3 separate regions of the Mus musculus genome follow, and all the other regions are linked to region 1. Evidence: chromatin contacts called from public Hi-C and promoter capture Hi-C data. All regions are on one chromosome and are shown on one strand. Each heading gives the region's core, a stretch centred on a gene start, on an enhancer-like site or on the middle of the called end of the contact. The rest is flanking DNA. Distances are from core to core; before and after follow the strand shown. Region 1 holds the start of Ar (androgen receptor). Region 2 holds the start of Yipf6 (Yip1 domain family, member 6). Region 3 holds the start of Eda2r (ectodysplasin A2 receptor).

Evidence for each region. Promoter capture Hi-C pulls out the DNA fragments that hold promoters and counts their contacts. Hi-C and Micro-C count contacts between places; a contact is called where the count stands out from the background.
Region 2: a contact with region 1 is called in a promoter capture Hi-C map of liver, with 4 times the contacts expected there. The contact joins the promoter of Yipf6 here to the promoter of Ar in region 1. A contact is called at or near these places in 4 of 39 promoter capture datasets (hippocampal neurons, liver and stem cell-derived epiblast-like cells), 3 of 484 Hi-C or Micro-C datasets (embryonic stem cells and uterus), 1 of 115 datasets of contacts at active chromatin or transcription factors (embryonic stem cells) and 1 of 9 other capture datasets (embryonic stem cells).
Region 3: a contact with region 1 is called in a Hi-C map of uterus, with 6 times the contacts expected there. The contact joins the promoter of Eda2r here to the promoter of Ar in region 1. A contact is called at or near these places in 3 of 484 Hi-C or Micro-C datasets (adipose-derived mesenchymal stem cells and uterus) and 1 of 115 datasets of contacts at active chromatin or transcription factors (fibro-adipogenic progenitors).

What each region holds. Positions count from the first base shown.
Region 1 is chrX:98,147,102-98,150,629 of GRCm38.p6, forward strand. It overlaps Ar (androgen receptor), which reads left to right and starts at 1,656. Exons shown (of 8, transcript NM_013476.4): 1 at 1,656-3,528. The coding sequence starts at 2,681.
Region 2 is chrX:98,936,232-98,939,759 of GRCm38.p6, forward strand. It overlaps Yipf6 (Yip1 domain family, member 6), which reads left to right and starts at 1,550. Exons shown (of 7, transcript NM_207633.2): 1 at 1,550-2,057. The coding sequence starts at 2,001.
Region 3 is chrX:97,375,339-97,378,866 of GRCm38.p6, forward strand. It overlaps Eda2r (ectodysplasin A2 receptor), which reads right to left and starts at 1,871. Exons shown (of 7, transcript NM_001161433.1): 1 at 1,763-1,871.

The sequences.
Region 1 (3,528 bases), core at 406-2,905:
ATTACCCATTTTACAGTTGGACAGCTTTTGAATAACTTTGCTATTTTTTTTTTAATCCTAAAGAGTGGTTTGTGAAACTAAGAAAAAAGCAATAACAAATGCACAATAAGGCCTCAACTGCCTTACTCACAGCAGATAATTTTTCACCTGGGAAGGAGGAAGCACTCTCAGGTCATTTTGTTAGAAAAGTTTACTTTATGCTGTTTTCCAAGAGTTGTGGATCTGATGAGTGTACAGCTAGTGTAGAAAAAAAAAAAAAAAAACCTGGAAAGTTTATGTTCTGCTAATATGGGAAATACAACAATGTCCTTGCTTCCCTTCTTTATCTGTGAAGCAGAGTTGATCATGCATACTTCTTTTCCCCCTTGAGGTTTCAGTTAACTCCTTCAATAAAGGTAAACTCTCAGTACAATGGATAAAGCACCCCCCCCCAACTGTAGAAGCCTGTAAATGTGGAAATAGCTAGTGTGATTGCATACTCCACCAACGCCAGTATTTGAAAAGCTGAATCAGAAGGATCATTGGGGTACAAAAGAAATCCCTGTCTCGAAAGAAAGATAAAACAATGCCCCCCAAAACAAATAAGAACACCGTGAGTCTCACAAAACAAATGCACTCATGTGCCTGCTGGGACAGATCCAGAGGTTAAAGCCATTTACAAGTGATGGGGTCTACAACCTTTCTCTAAGGACATTTTCTGTATAGGTCTAGTCTCCATCTTTCTATTGCATACTTGTCCCTACAGTTGGGAGTATCCTACATCATCTTCATTCACTCTTACTTGTCCATCAAAAGAAAGATCATCCCTCTGTGATTCCTCTACCAAAGGTAAGGGTTTTCAAGTGCAAACAATTTAGACATCTAAAGGATTCTATACAAACAACGCTTTGGACAAAATCAAAGGTTCGTGTATGCATGACAAGTGTTTTTGACATTTGTGTTTGCCCACTTTTCTGGATGATTTTTGCCTGTGCATGTCTGAAGAAATAAAACGTATAAATTACAGGTAATTCCCAACAGAAAGAAGGGCTGGGAATAAGGTAGAAATGACCACCATGGGCTTCTTGGGCCCAGAATTCCCAGATCAAATGGCTTGGTGTCAGGAATTCCCAGCTATCCTACAGGAGGATCTCAAAGGTTTCAGCAAGAGTTGCTTTGACTGCAGCTTGTTCTTTAATGTCAGGAGACTCTCCCTTCTGCTTGTCCTGGTGGGCCCTGGGGGGAGCGGGGAGGGAATACCTAAGAGCAATTGGTAGCTGGTACTTCTAATGCCTCTTCCTCCTCCAACCTCCAAGAGTCTGTTTTGGGATTGGGTTCAGGAATGAAATTCTGCCTGTGCTAACCTCCTGGGGAGCCGGTAGACTTGTCTGTTAAAAATCGCTTCTGCTTTGGAGCCTAAAGCCCGGTTCCGAAAAACAAGTGGTATTTAGGGAAGAGGGGTCTTCAAAGGCTACAGTGAGTCATTCCAGCCTTCAACCATACTACGCCAGCACTACGTTCTCTAAAGCCACTCTGCGCTAGCTTGCGGTGAGGGGAGGGGAGAAAAGGAAAGGGGAGGGGAGGGGAGGGGAGAGAGAAAGGAGGTGGGAAGGCAGAGAGGCCGGCCTGCGGGGGCGGGACCGACTCACAAACTGTTGCATTTGCTTTCCACCTCCCAGCGCCCCCTCGGAGATCCCTAGGAGCCAGCCTGCTGGGAGAACCAGAGGGTCCGGAGCAAACCTGGAGGCTGAGAGGGCATCAGAGGGGAAAAGACTGAGCTAGCCACTCCAGTGCCATACAGAAGCTTAAGGGACGCACCACGCCAGCCCCAGCCCAGCGACAGCCAACGCCTGTTGCAGAGCGGCGGCTTCGAAGCCGCCGCCCAGGAGCTGCCCTTTCCTCTTCGGTGAAGTTTCTAAAAGCTGCGGGAGACTCAGAGGAAGCAAGGAAAGTGTCCGGTAGGACTACGGCTGCCTTTGTCCTCTTCCCCTCTACCCTTACCCCCTCCTGGGTCCCCTCTCCAGGAGCTGACTAGGCAGGCTTTCTGGCCAACCCTCTCCCCTACACCCCCAGCTCTGCCAGCCAGTTTGCACAGAGGTAAACTCCCTTTGGCTGAGAGTAGGGGAGCTTGTTGCACATTGCAAGGAAGGCTTTTGGGAGCCCAGAGACTGAGGAGCAACAGCACGCCCAGGAGAGTCCCTGGTTCCAGGTTCTCGCCCCTGCACCTCCTCCTGCCCGCCCCTCACCCTGTGTGTGGTGTTAGAAATGAAAAGATGAAAAGGCAGCTAGGGTTTCAGTAGTCGAAAGCAAAACAAAAGCTAAAAGAAAACAAAAAGAAAATAGCCCAGTTCTTATTTGCACCTGCTTCAGTGGACTTTGAATTTGGAAGGCAGAGGATTTCCCCTTTTCCCTCCCGTCAAGGTTTGAGCATCTTTTAATCTGTTCTTCAAGTATTTAGAGACAAACTGTGTAAGTAGCAGGGCAGATCCTGTCTTGCGCGTGCCTTCCTTTACTGGAGACTTTGAGGTTATCTGGGCACTCCCCCCACCCACCCCCCCTCCTGCAAGTTTTCTTCCCCGGAGCTTCCCGCAGGTGGGCAGCTAGCTGCAGATACTACATCATCAGTCAGGAGAACTCTTCAGAGCAAGAGACGAGGAGGCAGGATAAGGGAATTCGGTGGAAGCTACAGACAAGCTCAAGGATGGAGGTGCAGTTAGGGCTGGGAAGGGTCTACCCACGGCCCCCATCCAAGACCTATCGAGGAGCGTTCCAGAATCTGTTCCAGAGCGTGCGCGAAGCGATCCAGAACCCGGGCCCCAGGCACCCTGAGGCCGCTAACATAGCACCTCCCGGCGCCTGTTTACAGCAGAGGCAGGAGACTAGCCCCCGGCGGCGGCGGCGGCAGCAGCACACTGAGGATGGTTCTCCTCAAGCCCACATCAGAGGCCCCACAGGCTACCTGGCCCTGGAGGAGGAACAGCAGCCTTCACAGCAGCAGGCAGCCTCCGAGGGCCACCCTGAGAGCAGCTGCCTCCCCGAGCCTGGGGCGGCCACCGCTCCTGGCAAGGGGCTGCCGCAGCAGCCACCAGCTCCTCCAGATCAGGATGACTCAGCTGCCCCATCCACGTTGTCCCTGCTGGGCCCCACTTTCCCAGGCTTAAGCAGCTGCTCCGCCGACATTAAAGACATTTTGAACGAGGCCGGCACCATGCAACTTCTTCAGCAGCAGCAACAACAGCAGCAGCACCAACAGCAGCACCAACAGCACCAACAGCAGCAGGAGGTAATCTCCGAAGGCAGCAGCGCAAGAGCCAGGGAGGCCACGGGGGCTCCCTCTTCCTCCAAGGATAGTTACCTAGGGGGCAATTCAACCATATCTGACAGTGCCAAGGAGTTGTGTAAAGCAGTGTCTGTGTCCATGGGATTGGGTGTGGAAGCATTGGAACATCTGAGTCCAGGGGAACAGCTTCGGGGAGACTGCATGTACGCGTCGCTCCTGGGAGGTCCACCCGCGGTGCGTCCCACTCCTTGTGCGCCGCTGCCCGAATG
Region 2 (3,528 bases), core at 300-2,799, 790 kb after region 1:
GAATGTTGATGATGCCAACAATGGCTCTCTTGTTTGACCTCACTGGAGCCTTGGGTAAGAGGTGAGTCAGAGCAACCAGGAGTCAGAAACATCTTGATTGTTTGCCAGGATGAGGTAGGGGTGAAAGTTGGTCCCGGCAGGGGTGGTTTTTTTGTTGTTGTTTGTTTGTTTTAACTTTTTCTTTTTTTTCTTTTTCTTTCTTTCTTTTTTTTTTTTTTTTTTTTTTTGGTTACAGTAGCTGACTCCTACCCATTCCCCGCCTACTACCCACCCCAGGAGCCTCTACTGATCAAGGACATTTTCAGTACTTGCCACCAAGTAGCTTAGCAACTTCAAAGTTGTAGTGGTTTTGGGAAGTTAGTGGAGTGAAGCTCTCCCACTTGATAGGAGATGAAAGAGAGAATAATTGTGCAGGACCTGTGGGGAGACAATACAAAGGTTTGAGGATTTGAAGGAGATGGAAGCTGGCTATGAAGCTCAGGGAACTAGTAAGGCAAGGACGGCAGTAGACAAGGGGATCAGGTTCTTCAACTTGAAGTCGGAGGCCTTTTTCTTGGGGACACGAGGAATGGCACTTCAGAGCCACTTCTGGTGAACTGGTTCTGTCAAGCGCTGCTAGTCTCAGCTGCTTTCAGATGGTCCTAGTTGGGCGCGTTTTGGATCCACAGTGCTCCGCTTTGCTCCGCAGTGGCGCTGGTGGTGGGATAGCCTACTCTCAGCTGGGTGCGGTTAGGTTCGGTTGGGATCGACTGGGCGCCATTGGTCTCGGCAGCGCTTGGCTGAACGCCGATGCGTTCGACTTCGTTTGTCTGGGCTCGGCTAGGTGTGGCTCTGTGCCGCAGGCCACCGCTGGCTGCGTTCAGATAGGTTCAGCTGTGCGCTGCTGGGCTCGGCTGCATTCGGCTGTGATCCGACTAGGTTCGGCGGTGCCCGCTGGGCTCGGCTACGTTCGGCTACACTCGGCTGTGATCCGACTAGGTTCGGTGGTGCACGGCTGGGCTCGGCTGCGTTCGGCTTTGCACCGACTAGCTTCGGCTGTTCGCCTCTGGGCTCGGCTGCGTTCGGCTGTGTCAGGCTGTGATCAGACTAGGTTCGGTGGTGAGCGGCTGGGCTCGGCTGCGTTCGGCTGTGAGCCGACTAGGTTCGGTAGTGCGCTGCTGGGCTCGGCTGTGTTCGGCTAGGTTCGGCTGTGCACCTCTGGGTTCTGCTACGTTCGGCTGGAAGCCTCTGGGCTCGATTGTGTTTGGCTGTGCACCGCTGGGTTCGGCTAAGTTCGGCTGTGCATTGCTGGGCTTGGCTGAACGCTACTGGGCTCCGCTAAGTTTAGCAGGAGCCTCTGGGCTCCATTGGGCTCGGCTTCATTCGGCTAGGTTTGGTTGTGTGCCTACTAGGTTCGGCTGGGCGCCTCTGAGCGCCATTGTATTCCGCTGTGCGTTGCCGGGCTCTGCTGTGTCCGGCTAGGTTCGGCTGTGCACCTCTGGGCTCTGCTAGGTTTGGCTGGGAGCCTCTGGACTCGATTGTGTTTGGCTGTGTACCGCTAGGTTCCGCTAAGTTCGGCTAAGTTCAGCTAGGTTCGGCTGAATGCCACTTGGCTCGGCTAAGTTTGGCTGGGGCCTCTGGGCTCGATTGGGTTCGGCTGAGCATCACGGGGCTCGATTGGGTTCAGCTGAGCATCACTGGGCTCCATTGGGTTCGGCTGGGAGTTTGCTGGAGCCTGGGGCACCGCTGGGCGAGCCGGCGCTTCTAGCCTGCACTCTCAGTGGGCGTGGAAGGCGGAGCGCCCCCTAGCGAAACTGCGTCCCCAAACAGTGAGCAAATAGGCTCGCGCTCGAGCCTCGGAGGCTACCGGAGCACCGGAACTCGGCTGGGCGCCGCAGCAGCCAGCCTCAGGCGCCGGCGGTGACGCCGTCTTAACGCGACCGCGCGCTGACCAGCCCCGGTCTCCACGTCTCAGGTTTCGCAGAGACGCATGGGAGGGGAGCAGTTGGAGGTTTATCAAGATGGCGGAAGCGGAGGACTCTCCGGGAGAACAGGAGGCAGCGGCATCCAAGCCCCTGGTGAGTTAAGAGGACAGTGGCAGAAGGGACTGAGGGCGAGGCAGAGCTCCCGGGAAGCGAGTCGGGAAGGCTTCGGGATCAGAGAGCCAGAGCTTCTTGGCTTTGCAGGCCCTTGGCGTCTACAACCAGCTGACACTACACCTGGTCTTTGAGTTAGCTGCATCTCCCTTCCATTCGCTGGCCTTCTGTGCCTTTCTGAGACTCTCCGCTGTCTGTCCACACTCTAGGGGTTCTTTGACAGTGAGTTAAATGCCGAGCTTGGAGTGGTTTCTGAAGTATCCTCTATCGCTGTCATTTATCACGACTTGTCACCAGTCATTGTGAAGTACTACACAAGTAATGAAACTGCTTCTCACAGGACGTTGTCGTTTTATTGGTTGTAACCGGAACCTTTACTTGCCCGGTGGGTGACTCAAAGCAGCTAATTATTATTTGCAGGTGCTTGCTATCCCCTTCATGACACATATGTCACTAAGAGCCACCAATACTGCTTTAAGAACACTGGCTTCACAGTTAACCCCATGTGAGCTAGAGTGCATTCGCACTGAAGCTTTTGTGAGTTTGAGCATTTCGTTTCAGTGAAGGGTGTTTTTGACTCTTAAACTGAAAAGAAGGTACCTGCCTTTAAAATGGCATAACTTCTATGAAGTGCCTAATACAGTCATGAGTGGAGGAGTATAAGGAAGTCGTTGTTACGCCCTGTCGTTCTTCTTCCCAAACAGTATTTGCTTATATACTGTTTGCTCAGTAACTGCTTTCATTTCTTTTGTTTTAAATTGGCAGCGTAACAGAGAACTGAACTGAGAGGCAAGGGAACTTGGTTCAAGTCCCAGCTCTTCTGCTTACTAGCTCTATTTGTTCATCTCTTCAGCAAAAATATTTCTCGAGCATCTAGAGTGTTCCAGGCAGTCTTTTAGGCACCAGGAATGAAACTGTAAAGGAGGATATTGAATCTGGGGCTGGAGCTCAGCGGGAAAGAGAGTGCATTACATACGTAAGACCCTTTCGGTCCAATCTCCAGCACTGAAGGGATAAGGTCATTTGGGCCATCTTATGGATCAGTTGTGACCCTGAGTAAAGTCTCTCTAAACCCAAGTTTAGACGTTCGGAAAATGATGAAGCTCACCACAGAATAGTGAAAATATGTAAACTAATGCAAACATTATGCCTCCTGCCACATAGTTACAGGTTACCTAGCTGTTCTTAGTTTCCCTTTACTCCAGACTGTTCCCCGTTCTGTAATGCCTGTGATGTGTTTAAGTACGTGTGCAAGTTTGTACGCATGCACGCATGCATGTGTAGACAGGGCTTACTGTGTTAACTAGGAGTGTTTAGGAATTAGTTGTATTGCCCAATGTCTGTTGAGCTACTTTTAGTTACTACGCAAAACCTTAAATAGCCAGGCCCAACTCTAGAAAATGGTGATGTTTCTGAGACATTTTGCAGTTGTAAGCTTAATTTTCTTTCCCCC
Region 3 (3,528 bases), core at 621-3,120, 770 kb before region 1:
TCTGTGCTCTGAGTTCCTTGCTGTCAGGCCATTACCTATGTTTTCTCTATTTAAAATGTCTTCTCTCCTTATTCCACCTGTTGAAATCCTATCTGTGCTACATAATCTATCTTAAATAATCACGGCTAACATTTATTGAGTGCTTATTTTGCACTGTGCTAAGCGTGTTCAAGTATTTTACATGGATTATTTCAGTTCATTCTCACAATAACTCGATGATGTTGGTACTATTATTAACTCAACTGCTGCTTGTAGTAAAATGAAGCTCAGAGAGGGAGAAATATTCCTTTTCTCCAAGGTCACACAGTCACTATATGGTGGAATGAGATCTGAATAGAAATACTTTTGCTCTCTAGCAGGCAAAGGTGTTAGGATTGAACCACAGTCAGCTGGGCATAATGAACACAGACCTATATGTAAAGCATTAGGAGTTAGAGGCAGGGAGGTCGGAAATTAAAATCCTCCTCAGCTAATAAGTATCATTCAATCCAGCCTTATCTACATGGGATTGTATCAGGTCCCAAAGAAACCTGAGACAAATCTTCCCTCAGTACCTCTGGTGAAAAATCAAACACTCAAAAGGTGTCCAAAAACATACAAACAAGCAAGCAAACAGACAAAAACAAGCAAACCCATATCTGTCTTTCTCTAGCTCTAGTTGATATGGTCCTTACAATGACAACTTCAGAGAGTTTTGCTTGTATGTTTAAAGCTCATCTTGTGCAGTATTGGTTGTCGTCCTACACTCAGGATGAGTCTCTTAAGGCTCCAGGGAGAACAGCCTCTATATGGCTTAGTACTTCAAACTTGGTGATAGAGGGCAAATATTCAGTATGCATCATAGGTTGGATGAAAGGTATGGTGAGTCAAGGGGGACAGAAACTTTACCTGGACAGCGAGTTCCACAATTTACTACCTCTTACTGCCCTAGATGAAATTGGCCAGCGCTGCCAAAACCTGTCAAAATGAGATCTTACAGCCTGTTTTCCCAGCCTAGTCTCTGGCAGGTCCCTTCTCCTTTCACCCTGCCAGTTCTTGCAGCTGTCTGGGCCTTGGCCAGTGTTTGGGGTGAGGCCGGATCAAAATATCACTGTCCCGGGCTCGGCTTCCAGCAGCAAGTGATCAAATGAAACTCAGTCGCACTGGTGACGAGGCTGGACTGAAAGCCCCCATACACAGTGCCAAATTGCTTTTTACACAGGCCCGGACTTGCCCAGGCACCACGTGGGTGGGCTAGTTCAGCTTTCCACAGGATGCTCTGCTTGTCCAATCTGTTCCCTCCTCCTCTCCAAGAGCTAACTCCCAGGCTCCTTCTCTTCCTTATCTCTGGATCCCAGATGCACAGGGTTGTTGGACAAGTCCGGGCATATTCCCAGCGGCCATCTGGCCCCAGTTCGAACCTGCACAGGCAGGAACTGACTACTCAAAGCTGTAGGGATAACAGCGTTTCTGACATCTAGGAGAATGCTGTCAGGGCACAAACGGATAGAATGACTGAGAGCCACAGAATCCCTTCTCCCCCCACAAGTCATGCTGACTTTGTAGCACTCTTAGAGGGACATCTGATATAGTTCTCTGGTCCTCTATTTCCGTCCCTAGGTGCCACAGGTTCCAAGTGATTTACCACACGAAGGATGTTCCCACACTTACTCTGTCAAGATCAAATGGATGGATCTTACAATGGGATTCTTTGAACAAAAGCATTCGAGTACAGAGCAGACACCCAGCCCAACAGCCGCCCCTCAGCCCCCAGATGGCATACCGCTCTCACAATAGGTGGAATCCGTTGCAACCAAGGTTCTGCTGGAGTCATTTCACTTCCACGTGTAGCAACAACAGATCAAATCCATCCTCTATTTCTTTCATGTTATGCCTATCCCCGTCCCCTCCCCTGTAAGGAATGCAGGACAGCTATTGGACCATTTTATAAGTCTGGGAGTGGTTATGCAAATAAACCCCGCCCCTGAAAGGACAGTGTGAGTCTGGCGGGTAAACACCGGCCAAGTCACAAGTCTGGCAATAGTTACTAAAGCTCCAGGAACTGAAGCTGGGTCTAGGGAGGGAAGGGCCCAAAGTTAGATCTAGCCTAATCTGTGGGGAGGAAGGGAGGAGGCAGCTAGCAAAATGCAGCTTTTTTTTTTTTTTTTAAGTTTTTAAAGTTCATGTACATGATTTAGCAGGCTTGGGGTTCCAGAGAAAGCCAAAAGTTGAAAAAGTAAGGATTCTCAGACACGAGGAGAAGCTACTTTCTGGCTCTGGCTTTGCATTTTTATATTAATACCTTCAGAAGTTTAAGAGTTTTAACAGAAAATATGAAGCTTGGGAAAGACTACTAAAAATGAAGAAAAACTGAATCCTATACTTCACTCTGAATTTAAGCCATCCTTTGACTTCGGTTGGGTCTCTGGGTCTCTTGCTACACATACCTATTATGGTACACACATACAGACACTATATATATATGCTCTTCCAACAATGACACTTTCTTAAAGTCTCACTTGACAGACAGAAGTGGGGGATGTCCTGGAACACATTGTAAATAGGAAGAAATGGAAGCTTGAGACAAGGTGTAGAGGAGAGAACCAAACAATGTGCCTTGAGAAAACTCTGGAACCTCATCTGGCCTGAGCAGTGCATGAACAGGAATTAAGAATCAAGTCTCAAAGGCTGAAAACCTTTGGAGGAAAACAGCAGAATTGGATTAGAATAATGAGTAGAATTTAGTGATATACATGTGTATTTTGAATATAAATACATACATGCATACAAATATTCATACATACATACATGAATACATACATACATTCATATACTTTGGGGTCATCTGACATTATCTCTGAGAATAAACTGAAAATTCCTAACCTACATAGCTAATTTTGTCCTGAGTAGGGACAAGGGGTGACTAATAGAAGAAGAATCTGCCTCTTCTCCCAGAGATGGCATTTTTTTCTAAAACAGGAGCTCTCTGATTTTCCTCTATCTTCTACAAACAAGAATGTCTAAGCTAACTGAGATTTGAGACTCCATTGTAGTAAAAAGAATGCTGGTTTGAGGATTAGGATACTCGACCTCATATGATGTCTCTCAGTCTTGCTTTCTGTATTTGAAATTTTAAAAGGTTTTTAGCCTTGATGGTCTTGAAATTCTAAAAGTGGTGCTTCTCACATGCCAATGTACACATATAGTCACATAGTGTTTCTGATAACACACAGATTCAAAGTTAGTATCACCAATGTAAGGCTGAGACTGGTTTTCTATCAGCATTCCCATTTGATATAGTTGCATCTGAGTTTCAGACAATGAATTTTACAACAAAAGTCTAGATGGTAGACAAAAGCAACATCAGCTGCTCATCTCTGTTACCCAGATTCTATACAATGATCAACTTGTGAAAAAGACAGGCTTGCTTGGACTCATAGTATTGGAGCTTTCAGTCCATGGATGGTTGCCCCTGTTTTGTTGTTGTTGTTTGGTCTGTGGTAATTTAGCTTATTATAAGTCAGTGGCACAAAGCTATTTACATAATGG